3 separate regions of the Sus scrofa genome follow, and regions 1 and 2 are each linked to region 3. Evidence: chromatin contacts called from public HiChIP or PLAC-seq data. All regions are on one chromosome and are shown on one strand. Each heading gives the region's core, a stretch centred on a gene start, on an enhancer-like site or on the middle of the called end of the contact. The rest is flanking DNA. Distances are from core to core; before and after follow the strand shown. Region 1 overlaps CLPB (caseinolytic peptidase B protein homolog). Region 2 overlaps RNF121 (RING finger protein 121). Region 3 has its middle 15 kb from the start of ANAPC15.

Region 1 (3,292 bases), core at 240-2,739, 260 kb after region 3:
AGTGGACAGCCAGGGAGAAGGACCAACAGCAAATGAGATGCCCTGTGTGATGGGCCTGCTTGCTTTATAACCAGTCACTTCCTGCCATAACAAAAAGTTTTAAAATTTCCAGACGTAAAGAAGGATCTGCTGAGATCAGTCTGTCCAATCCTTTGTCTCACACAGACAGATATGGAGACTCGGAAAGCGACAGCCCTGGGACAGACCGATCTGGATGTAAGCCTGCACCCGTCTCTTCTAGGCTGCGTGACTGCGGGCAGGTCCTGCTCACCTCTCTGAACCTCAGCGCTCCCGCCCTGTCAGGCTGCCAGACCTACGCCGTGAGGGCGCTCAGAGGACCGGGGGCAATAATGCGAAAGCGCTTACATTTTCCAGGCGTTAGCTCTCAGCGTTCCCTCTGTTCTCTGTGTACAAAGGCACAGAGTGGAGGGGCTGTAGCAGAACCTCAGTGAACACTGCTGGATTAAACAGAATAAAAGCCAATGCTGGGGGGACCACTCTTTGTCCTATCTTAGTTTCTAGCAAGAACTTGGCACACTTAAAAAGAGATTATTATTATTTTTTAAAACATACATTTTTCCTATAGAGATCTTATTTTTATTTTTTAATTTTTCTGGTCTTTTGTCTTTTTAGGGCCACACCCGCGGCATATGGAGGTTCCCAGGCTAGGGGGCCCAATCAGAGCTCCAGCTGACGGCCCACGCCACAGCCACAGCCAGATCCAAGCCGTGTCTGTGACCTGCACCACAGCTCACGGCAACGCTGGATCCTTAACCCAGTGAGCGAAGCCAGGGATCGAACCCACATCCTCATGAATGCTAGGCAGGTTTGCTAACCACTGAGTCACGATGGGAACTCCAGTTTCTTTTTATCTAGAATAGGTTCTCAGGCTGTCTTTGATATTCGTGACACTGACTTTTCTGCAGAGTAAGGTTAGTTTACAGATTACTCTGCAGTTTGGATAACAACTTTTTGAGGAACCACTTCCTATCATTCAACTATTCATTCCACAAACTAGTCGTTCCTCTCTCTTTCCATGAGGCTGGTTATTACAGGACTCTGGGCAGGCAGGATACCTGATCAATTCTCAGGGCCCTTGCCTTCCAGGGTGTTCGCGGGATAGCCACACACCTGGCAAGGTGCAGGTCAGAGCAAGTGCCATGGGGATGACTTCTTGGAGGCAGAGGCACGAGCCATGCCCGAAAGGATGGGCAGAAGCACAGACCGCCCTAAGAAACTCCCGGGATCTTGCAGAGGAAACATCTCCACTTCCCCAAGCAGTGTGTGCTGTGGCTGGGACGCAATAAAACACAAACCCCAGCAATACAGGGCCAGGAAGGGGAGGGCGCGGTCCAGGGCACCCTTCCCTTGTACCCTTGCTCAGGGCTCTAGGCACTTTGAGATGTGGTGACAGGAAGGCAAGGTCTGTCCAGGCAGCTGAACTGTGGGAAAGGGCCATGAGCGCCACCTACTGGCATCAGGGCAGGTTGTCTAGGCAGCAGCAGAGGGCAGTGGGGCAGTGGCGGGTTGCCAGGAAGCTTGCCACACTACAGTGGTGAGACACAGAAGCGGCTTGAATTTCTTAAACAGGGCTGGCCCTTGAGCCACCACTGCCAAGTCCCAGAGCACTGTGAGACTGTCGGTGCAGAAGGGACTGTGCAAAGCCAGCCACCACACCCGGCCCTCGAGACGGGAGGGCAAGACGCGCCGGGATTACTTCAGCTTTGTTCTCCAAGTCAGTCTCCGTGCTGGGCACCGAGGGTCAGAGGAATCAGACGCGGATCTTGCCCACAGGGAGCTCCTAGACTGAGTCGGGGGTGGGGAAATGGGACAAGCAGGGAGGGACACAGAGAAGTGCTCCGAGGATCCCGGGTGCTCTGAGAGCTGTCTGGCGGGGTGGGGAGCACACAGCAGGCTGGGCTCCTCAGGTCCCACAAAACTCTTCGTGGTGGAATTCAAAACTCCCGTTTCTGAGCAACCTACCATGCCTCAGGCACCTGACGTTTACAGTCTCCCCGATCCTGTGATTAGAGAAGGGGCCTGAGTCACACAGAGATGAAACCGCCCTGCCGAAGATGGCACGGTCCACAAGGGGCAGCCTAGGACAGGAGCCCGGGCTCTCTACACTGAAGCCACTGCCTCCCAGGGCACAGGGCCCAGCTTCTTCCCTTTGCCCCACATGTAGCCTGGCACCAGCACAGGTATCTGATGGGACTAACTAGCACAGTTTAACTGACAGGGCTAACCGGCACAGGTAACTGACAAGACTAACCAGCACAAGCATCTGACGGAACTAACTGCACTGGTAACTAATGGGACTAACCAGCACAGGCAACAGACAGGGCTAACCAGCACAACTAACTGAAGTATCTGACGGGGCTAACCAGAACAAGTATCTGATGCGACTAACCAGCACAGGTAACTGACAGGACTAACTAGCACAGTTTAACTGACGGGGCTAACCGGCACAGGTAACTGACAAGACTAACCACCACAAGCATCTGACGGAGCTAACCAGCATTGGTAACTGATGGGCCTACCGGCACAGGTAACTGACAGGACTAACCAGCACAGGTAACGGATAGGGCTAACCAGCACAAGTAACTGAAGTAACTGATGGGACTAACCAGCACAGGTAACTGACAGGACTAACCAGCACAAGTATCTGACAGGGCTAACCAGAACTGGTAACTGATGGGCCTACCAGCACTGGTAACTGACGGGACTAACCAGCTAACCAGCACAAGTAACTGAAGTAACTGAGGGGGCTAACCAGCACAGGTAACGGACAGAGCTAACTAGCACAAGTAACTGAAGTAACTGAGGGGGCTAACCAGCACAGCACAACTAACTGATGGGGCTAACCAGCACAGGTAACTAACAGGGCTAACCAGCACGAGTCACCGACAGGACTACCCAACACAAGTCACTGACGGGACTAACCAGCAGAAGTATCTGATGGGACTAATCCAGCACAGGTAACTGACAGGACTAACCAGCACAAGTATCTGACAGGGCTAACCAGAACTGGTAACTGATGGGCCTACCAGCACTGGTAACTGACGGGACTAACCAGCTAACCAGCATAAGTAACTGAAGTAACTGAGGGGACTAACCAGCGCGAGTATCCGAGGGCCTAAGCAGCTGACAGAAAGTGACGGGGAAGGAGAGGCCTCAGGGGAACAGGCGGTTCCGTGAGGGCCGGCGATGCTCTGACCAGCTCTGCCTTCCAAAACCTTCTCCCTGAAGAGACCCCCCCCCCAGACGGAAGCCAAGAGAGGCCCAAAGCCCC
Region 2 (3,614 bases), core at 813-3,312, 150 kb before region 3:
CAGGGATCGAACCCTCAACCTCATGGTTCCTAGTTGGATGTGTTAACCACTGACCCGCGACGGGAATTCTGAAAGTTCTTTCCTTTTTAACTGATGCCCAGACTTAACCCTAATTATGTCTTTGTTCACCTCAGAACAGAAACCAGGTCCTCTGCCTCCCGCTGCACCCAGATATGCCAGTTATCTTGACTAGGTTCCCCCCAGAACATGCTTGTGGTGACTGATGGGGAGTGGGAAAGAGGCTGCTTGGGCAGGCCGGTGGTTTTGCAGCAGCCGCATTTTTGGAAAGGCTGAAAGGGCACGGGAATCGCTGCTCTCTCTCCGAGGGGACATGTGTGCCCAGACCGTTGTGATTTAATTCTTCTCTAGCCTCTGGGCCTACTGTCTTGTAAGCACCCCATGAGCCTGTTAAACAGCCCTTCTTTCCACACCTACCTTCATCTGCTCGCTTCTGGTGTCAGGGTCGTGGTTGCCTTATCCCCTAGTTTAAATATCGTGCCCTTGTCTATTGCGACGTCTTTTCCTGGTCTCCTCCCATGATCCTCCAGAATGTCACCTGGAGCTTTACACAGCTGGCCGTTCATTGCTACATCCTGGTGCTTCTGCACTTTTTCGTAAGGGCAAAATATTTTCGAAGGCTTCAGTCAGAGTCAACTGGGGATTCCTGCACAGTAGAATTGGTACTGAGGCTACCCAGCTCACTGACCAGTGGGCAAACAGCTCTAAAGCCGGAGGCTCTAAAGCAGAGTAGCCACTCACCATTGTCTTCCACCGTCTGTTTCTTTTCTTTAATACCTGAAATCACACACCACACACACACACACTAAGGCTTTTCCTTTCCACAGAGCAGTCTGTAAAAGAGCAGTAGCGCCTGAGAGCTAAACACCAAAAAAGATGCTTTAAGGTGCACTGTCCAGTGTTGGGGTCACCAGTCACGTGTGGCTGTTGAACATTTGAAATGTGACTGGTCTCTTTTGAGATACTACATAAACGTAAAATAAACACTGGAGTTCTCATTGTGGTGCAGTGGAAACAAATCCGACTAGTATCCACGATGATGTGGGTTCAACCCCTGGCCTTGCTCAGTGGGTCAGGGATCCAGCATTGCTATGAGCTGTGGTGTAGGTCGGCAGCTACAGCTCCATTTCTGCCCCTAGCCTGGGAACATCCATGTGCTGCGGGTACAGCCCGAGAAGCAAAATAAATAAATAAATAAAATAAACATCAACTATAAAGCCTTAGTACAAAAAAAGAGTAAAATATTTCATATTTTATATTGGGTACCTGTTAAAATGATAATACTTTAGATACATTGGGTTAAATGAAATATATTTTTTAAATTAATATGTTTCTTTTTACTTTTTAACTTAAAAGTTTTTATTAGAAAACTTAAATTTCTATGTGCAATTCATATTTTGACTGGGCAGCACTAGTCTAGAAATCCCCAAGAGTAAATATTTTCTCAAAATGTTTTCTATAGAGCTTTAGGGAACTAGCTGCTATATTCTTCTCTATAACCACCCACCCACTGCCCTTTAAAAAAATAATTTTTTCATTTCCTTTGATGACATCAGGAAGAAAACCTCCATTAAGTGCTAATTATCTTTTTTTACACCTGCTACTCACCTGCGAAGAGTGACACCTAGTGAAAACCGAGTGGTTAGGGAGGGGGGTAGGAGGCGTTGGAGGGCGGCAGACTGGGATGAGTCCGAACTTCTGAGTTAGAATCGTTTTTATACCCTTGGAATGCTTCAGCTAACAAGTCTGAGGTAAAGATCCAAAGGAAAGAAAGCAAAAGAGACCCTTTTTAAAACAGAACCGTGCCTCCGTCTTAGGGCTCTAGCCTTGCTTTCCTCTTACTCAGCTACACTCCTTGAGGATTCTCAGGGGCCAGTTTCCTAGCAGAGAGGAATCAGAGCCATATGGCCTGTCACTGCTCTCAAGGAGCATACATTAAGGAAGAGAATGAATTTAAATCATACTCTCGCTATGATGGCACTGTAATGATGTAGAAAAGCAAATGCTTTGGGAACACTAGGAAGTCATGACTTAGCCTGCCTAGAAAGGAAACTGGAAGTTCCCGCTGTGGCTCAGCGGTTTATGAATCCGACTAGTATCTATGAGGATGTGGGTTCCATCCCTGGCCTCACTCATTGGGTTAAAGATCTGGCGTTGCCGTGAGCTGTGGTGTAGGTCGCAAATGCAGCTTGGATCCTGCGTTGTTGTGGCTGTGGCGTAGGCCGGCAGCTGTAGTTCTGATTTGACCCCTAGTCTGGGAACCTCCAAGTGCTGCAGTGTGGCCCTAAAAACAAAAGGGAAAAAAAAAGGAAAGGAGACGGAAGGTTTTGTGTGTGTTGGATGTGATACTTCCAGGCCAGGCCAAAGGGAAGGCAGACAGGATGATGCAGCCCGGGGCGGGGGCAGTGCCACTGCCGGCATGGGGAGGGGTGGGAGGTGTCCTTGCATTAGTAGTCTGGGGCTCGACTGTGGGGGATTGACTGCCGGGCTAAGGATGTTGGACCTTGTCCTGTGGACCGGGGCCCCTTAGGGGGTTCTCAGCAGGGGAATGGATGCTCCCAGAGAGGACAGGTCGGCGGGGGGACAGTGAATGCAAGGAGACAGCAGAGGTAGGGCAGGGATGGGAAGGACGGACTCTGTACAATACACAGCTGGGCGGAGGATGAAAAGTGGGCATCAGGCATGGTCCCAGGTTTCTAACTTGGGTCAGTAGGAAGTGCTCTTATCCAAATTGGAAGCGTAGGAGAGGATCGGGCTGAAATGGAACACAGAAGAGGCCCCCCGGACTTGCAGACAGAGCTGCCGCGGGAGCTGGCTGGAGCTGAAGTGCTTGTGTTTGTATTTCAGATGGTGACCCTCTTTCAGATGTGGGTTGTTCCCCTCTATTTCACAGTGAAGCTGCACTGGTGGAGGTTTCTAGTGATCTGGGTCTTGTTCTCCGCCGTCACAGCCTTTGTCACCTTCCGAGCCACTCGAAAGCCACTAGTACAGACAACTCCAAGGTGAGAATGTAGGTAGTGGGTAATGGGAAGGAGCCAGGATTCCTGACACCCATGGGTTGGGATGCATGGGAAAGGGGGTGGGGTCCGAATAAAAAAAGGCAGTTTTTGTCTGCCAGGGTTACTTGGCACAGAGCCCCACCTAGACAAGCTGATTGGGGACCTGCTCCATTCACAGAGTAAACCCCCCCAAGCGCTTCCCCGTAGCTTACCTTGTGGTTTACAGCAAGGCCTGTTTCTGTTAAAAGCAAACAAAATAAGTAAGCAAATCCTGGTCACTGTGGTCTCGTTTTGAGTGTTATTTTCTTCTCGGAACCCTCCTCTGATCTCTAAATTCGATTTTCTGATTGTACTTCCTGGGGCCCTGTAGTTTTCCCTCATAGAATTATCACAATTTATAACTAACTATTCTTTGGGTATCTGTCTCACCCACTAAACTAACCGTGAGATCAGGAACCACATCCATTTTGTTTGTTGCTCTAACTCCAGGCCCTGCCACGGGGCATGGCACATAGTAGCCTATTCTGTGAATTTTTGTTGAATGAATGAATCTCAGCAAATTTACAGTTTTTTCCCAGCAAACAATACCTCCTCCTC
Region 3 (3,614 bases), core at 424-2,923:
AGGACAGCTCATTGATTGCCAACCAAGGGGCATGGCCCTCCTAGCCCCTCAGGCTAAGTGCCTATGTGGGGCAGAGGTCTTCCCTTTGTTAGACTATCTGATCTCAAGATAAAAAATAATCAGTAGCTGAGGCCTGGGGGCAAGTAGGTAAGCATTTACAGATTAGGCTCTGTGATTAAGGGGGAAAGTCAATCATATGAGTGAGGTGTGGACGAGGCATCAACTGGTCAAGCAGGAGATGAAGAGAGAGCAAGCAAACAGCCATCTCCGGTGGCCTGACCATATAGCCTGGCACATGGACTCGCTTTCCGGTAACAACTGTGGTCACCCAGATGGGACACTGTGCCCATGGCAGCTTGACCCCTGCCAGAGCAGCCACTTCCCTGAGTTCACAGTAGCTGCTGGAGCTCCTCTTGCCCTGAGGAAGTGGGAGGGGGGGATTTCCCTGACAGGTGCCAGCCACCCCATGACAGGAGGCTCTGTGCAGCCAAGAAACATCCAGAAGTGCAGTCCACATTCAGCATCACCTGGGGTAGTTGCTCCAGCTTGCACAGGCTTGGAATTCTCTCCAGTCATTTGGGCCACTTTCCTTGTGGGAAGTGAGCCACTCTGGGTCCATTCTCTTCTGAGAGCTGGGCTCATCTGTTTGGGGGAATCCTCCTTCGTCTGGGGAATCTCCTCTGCCAGGGCCTCACTGGTGTTCAGGCTTTTCTCCTGAATTCCTCAGGGAATGAGATCTTTAAAGACTTGGATCCAGGGGTTAGAACGCGGGCATATTTCCAACTCAGTGTCGATTCCCTAAGTCAAAGGACTAGGCTCCATTTCAGCAGGAAGCAGTCAGAGCAGTCATTTCCCCGTTCCCTGAGAGAGTTGGGAAAAGATGAAGCAGGACTGGAAGTTGAACCTGAGTCCTGCTAAAACTGCTTCCTCTGCCAAGTTTATGATTCCTCTATCCAAAACAACATTGCGGGAGTTCCCGTCGTGGTTCAGCAGAAACGAATCTGATCAGTATCCATGAGGACACAGGTTCAATTCCTGGCCTTGCTCAGTGGGTTAAGGATCCGGCATTGTCGTGAGCTATGGTGTAGGTGGCAGATGTGGCTCAGATCCCACATTGCTGTATCTGTGACTGTGGCCAGTGGCTCCAGCTCTGATTTGACTCCTAGACTGGGAACCTTCATGTGCCATGGGTGCAGCCCTGAAGAAAAAAAAAAAAAAAAATGTCACGCATGCCTCTTCTGTCCAACACTCGTTCTCCTCAAGATTAAGAAGCATCAAGGAAAAGGGGGAGGAGTTCCCGTGTGGTTCCGTGTGGTTCAGTGGGTTAAGGATCCAGTGTCATCACTGCAGTGGCTTGAGTTGCTGCTGTGGCGCAGGCTTTTTTAGGGCCACACCCGCACCACATGGAGGTTCCCAGGCTAGGAGTTGAATTGGAGCTGTAGCTGCCGGCCTACACCACAGCCATAGCAACATGGGATCTGAGCCACATCTTCAACTTCATGGCAACTCTGGATCCTCAACCCACTGACTGAGGCCAGGGATCGAAGCCATAACCTCATGGTTTCTAGTTGGATTTGCTTCCATTGCGCCACAATGGGAACTCCCTGCGGCACAGGCTGGGGGGTGGTGGTGAATCTAACTCCATATTAGATCTATACCTCTTATTATATGTCTCTCTTTTTTTTTTTAAAGGGCCATACCCACAGCACATGGAGGTTCCCAGGCTAGGGGTTGAATCACAGCCACAGCAGCTCACCCAATGAAGCCAGATCCAAGTTGCATCTGCAACCTACACCACGGCTCATGGGAACACTGGATCCTTATAATCCACATCCTCATGGATATTAGTCAGATTTGTTTCCGCTGAGCCAGGACTGGAACACCTATTCCTTTTATTTTATTTATTCACTTTTTTGTCTTTCGCGGGGCTTCCCAGGCTGGGGGTTGAATTGGAGCTACACCACAGCCATGCATCGGGATCCAAGCCCTGTCTGTGACCTAAACCACAGCTCACGGCAATGCCGGATCCTTAACCAGCTGAACGGGGCCAGGGATCAGAACCCACAACCTCATGGTTACTAGTTGGGGTTGTTAACCACTGAGCCATGATGGAAACTCCCTGTTACTTTTATTTCAATCTTACTTTAGCTTTTGACCTCGGTCTTGACCTCGGTCCCTTGTGCTTAGTCATCTTGGCTCTGCACTTTTTGCAAAAGAATGCTGCCTACAGCCTGAAATATACAAGGTCTGACCCTTAAGTGTATTACATTTTTAGATAAAAAGTTGCAGAACCAGGAGTTCCCATAGTGGCACAGCTCCTTAAGAACCCAACATAGTGTCTGTAAGGATGCAGGTTCGATCCCTGGCCTCTCTCAGTAGGCTAAGGATCCCAAGTTGGAACAAGCTATGGCATAGGGCACAGATGAAGCTCAGATTCAGTGTCGCTATGGCTGTGGTACAGGCCTGCAGCGGCAGTTCTGATTGACTCTTAGCTGGGGGAACTTCTATGGGTGTTGGGTACAGCTGTTAAGAAAACAAAAACAATCCCCCCACCACCACACACACACCAAAAACAAAAAGTTGCAGAACAGAGAATAACATCTGTTTTGTTGGAGGTTTTCAAGAACAACATGACCTGACCTATGCCTGGAGCTCCAAGAACAAAGGATTGGACACAAAGAAATTTGCAACAACTAACGGAGACCCTCCCTCACTCTGCCTTTGAAAGGGCTTTCCTGAAAGCTTTCAGGGAGCTCCAGGCTTTGGGGCCTGAGCCGTCCATGTCCTTACATGGCCCTGAAATAAATTTTCTCGGCTTCTGACCCCGATGGTTCAGTGTTGTTGGGCTTTGCTGTGCATCAGGCAAATAGACAGTTCAGTATTGATGCTCCTTGGTCGTACTATCAGGAGTCAGGTGTGCTGTACTCTGGCGGAGTTCTGTATAAAATTGTTTTTTATTTCTTCGGCCAACCCTGAGCACCTTAAAGGCAGAGACTGAGCTATTTCTTTTCTTTTTTTTTTTTTTTTTTTTTTTGTCTTTTCTAGGGCCACACCCACGGCACGTGGAGGTTTGCAGGCTAGGGGTTGAATCAGAGCTGTAGTCACTGGCCTACACCACAGCCACAGCAATGCCAGATCCGAGGCGCATCTGCGACCTACACCATGGCTCACGGCAATGCCGGATCCTTAACCCACTGAGCAAGGCCAGGGATTGAACCCACAACCTCATGGTCCTAGTCGGATTCGTTAACCACTGAGCCACGATGGGAACTCCAAGACTGAGCTATTTCTATGTCCCAGAACCAGGCCTGACCTCCCCCTTCTCCTAGATCCCTTGTCTGCTCCTCCCACGTCCCCCAGTCTCTCCCTCTGCTTCTTTTTCATAGAGGATCCCTAAGTCTGGGAGCCTTTCCTCCATCCTTCCTAAGAGTTTCTTACCAAGATCCTCAGCCAGGTTCAACAAGCCCTGGTGACCGAGTGCAAGGGAAAAAGAGAAAGCGAGAAGTGGGAATTGGGGGCAGTTCCCTATTTTTGACTCTGGCAACTGAGTCAGTGATGGTGCCATTAGCTTTCCATTCATCATCCATCATTCATCCTTGCCGAGTGTCTGATTC

Evidence for each region. HiChIP or PLAC-seq counts read pairs in DNA pulled down with a chosen protein or histone mark.
Region 1: an H3K27ac HiChIP or PLAC-seq map of alveolar macrophages shows a contact between it and region 3. The contact joins two enhancer-like sites. A contact is called at or near these places in 8 of 47 Hi-C or Micro-C datasets (embryonic fibroblasts, epiblast stem cells, fetal heart ventricle and 5 more) and 1 of 2 datasets of contacts at active chromatin or transcription factors (alveolar macrophages).
Region 2: a contact with region 3 is called in an H3K27ac HiChIP or PLAC-seq map of alveolar macrophages. The contact joins two enhancer-like sites. A contact is called at or near these places in 1 of 47 Hi-C or Micro-C datasets (heart right ventricle) and 1 of 2 datasets of contacts at active chromatin or transcription factors (alveolar macrophages).

What each region holds. Positions count from the first base shown.
Region 1 is chr9:6,959,037-6,962,328 of Sscrofa11.1, forward strand. All of the region lies in intron 3 of CLPB (caseinolytic peptidase B protein homolog), which reads right to left. Among named protein-coding and RNA genes, the nearest start is that of PHOX2A, 130 kb to the left of the region's middle. Within about 2 kb of position 1,490, at least 13 of the 83 cell types and tissues checked have an H3K27ac peak or open chromatin away from gene starts, as enhancers often do. A contact at or near this core is called in alveolar macrophages, where this site is marked.
Region 2 is chr9:6,552,184-6,555,797 of Sscrofa11.1, forward strand. RNF121 (RING finger protein 121) reads left to right here. Exons shown (of 9, transcript XM_003129616.4): 4 at 2,866-3,020. Among named protein-coding and RNA genes, the nearest start is that of IL18BP, 33 kb to the right of the region's middle. Within about 2 kb of position 2,063, at least 3 of the 83 cell types and tissues checked have an H3K27ac peak or open chromatin away from gene starts, as enhancers often do. A contact at or near this core is called in alveolar macrophages, where this site is marked.
Region 3 is chr9:6,703,523-6,707,136 of Sscrofa11.1, forward strand. No RefSeq gene overlaps it. Among named protein-coding and RNA genes, the nearest start is that of ANAPC15, 15 kb to the left of the region's middle. Within about 2 kb of position 1,674, at least 4 of the 83 cell types and tissues checked have an H3K27ac peak or open chromatin away from gene starts, as enhancers often do. A contact at or near this core is called in alveolar macrophages, where this site is marked.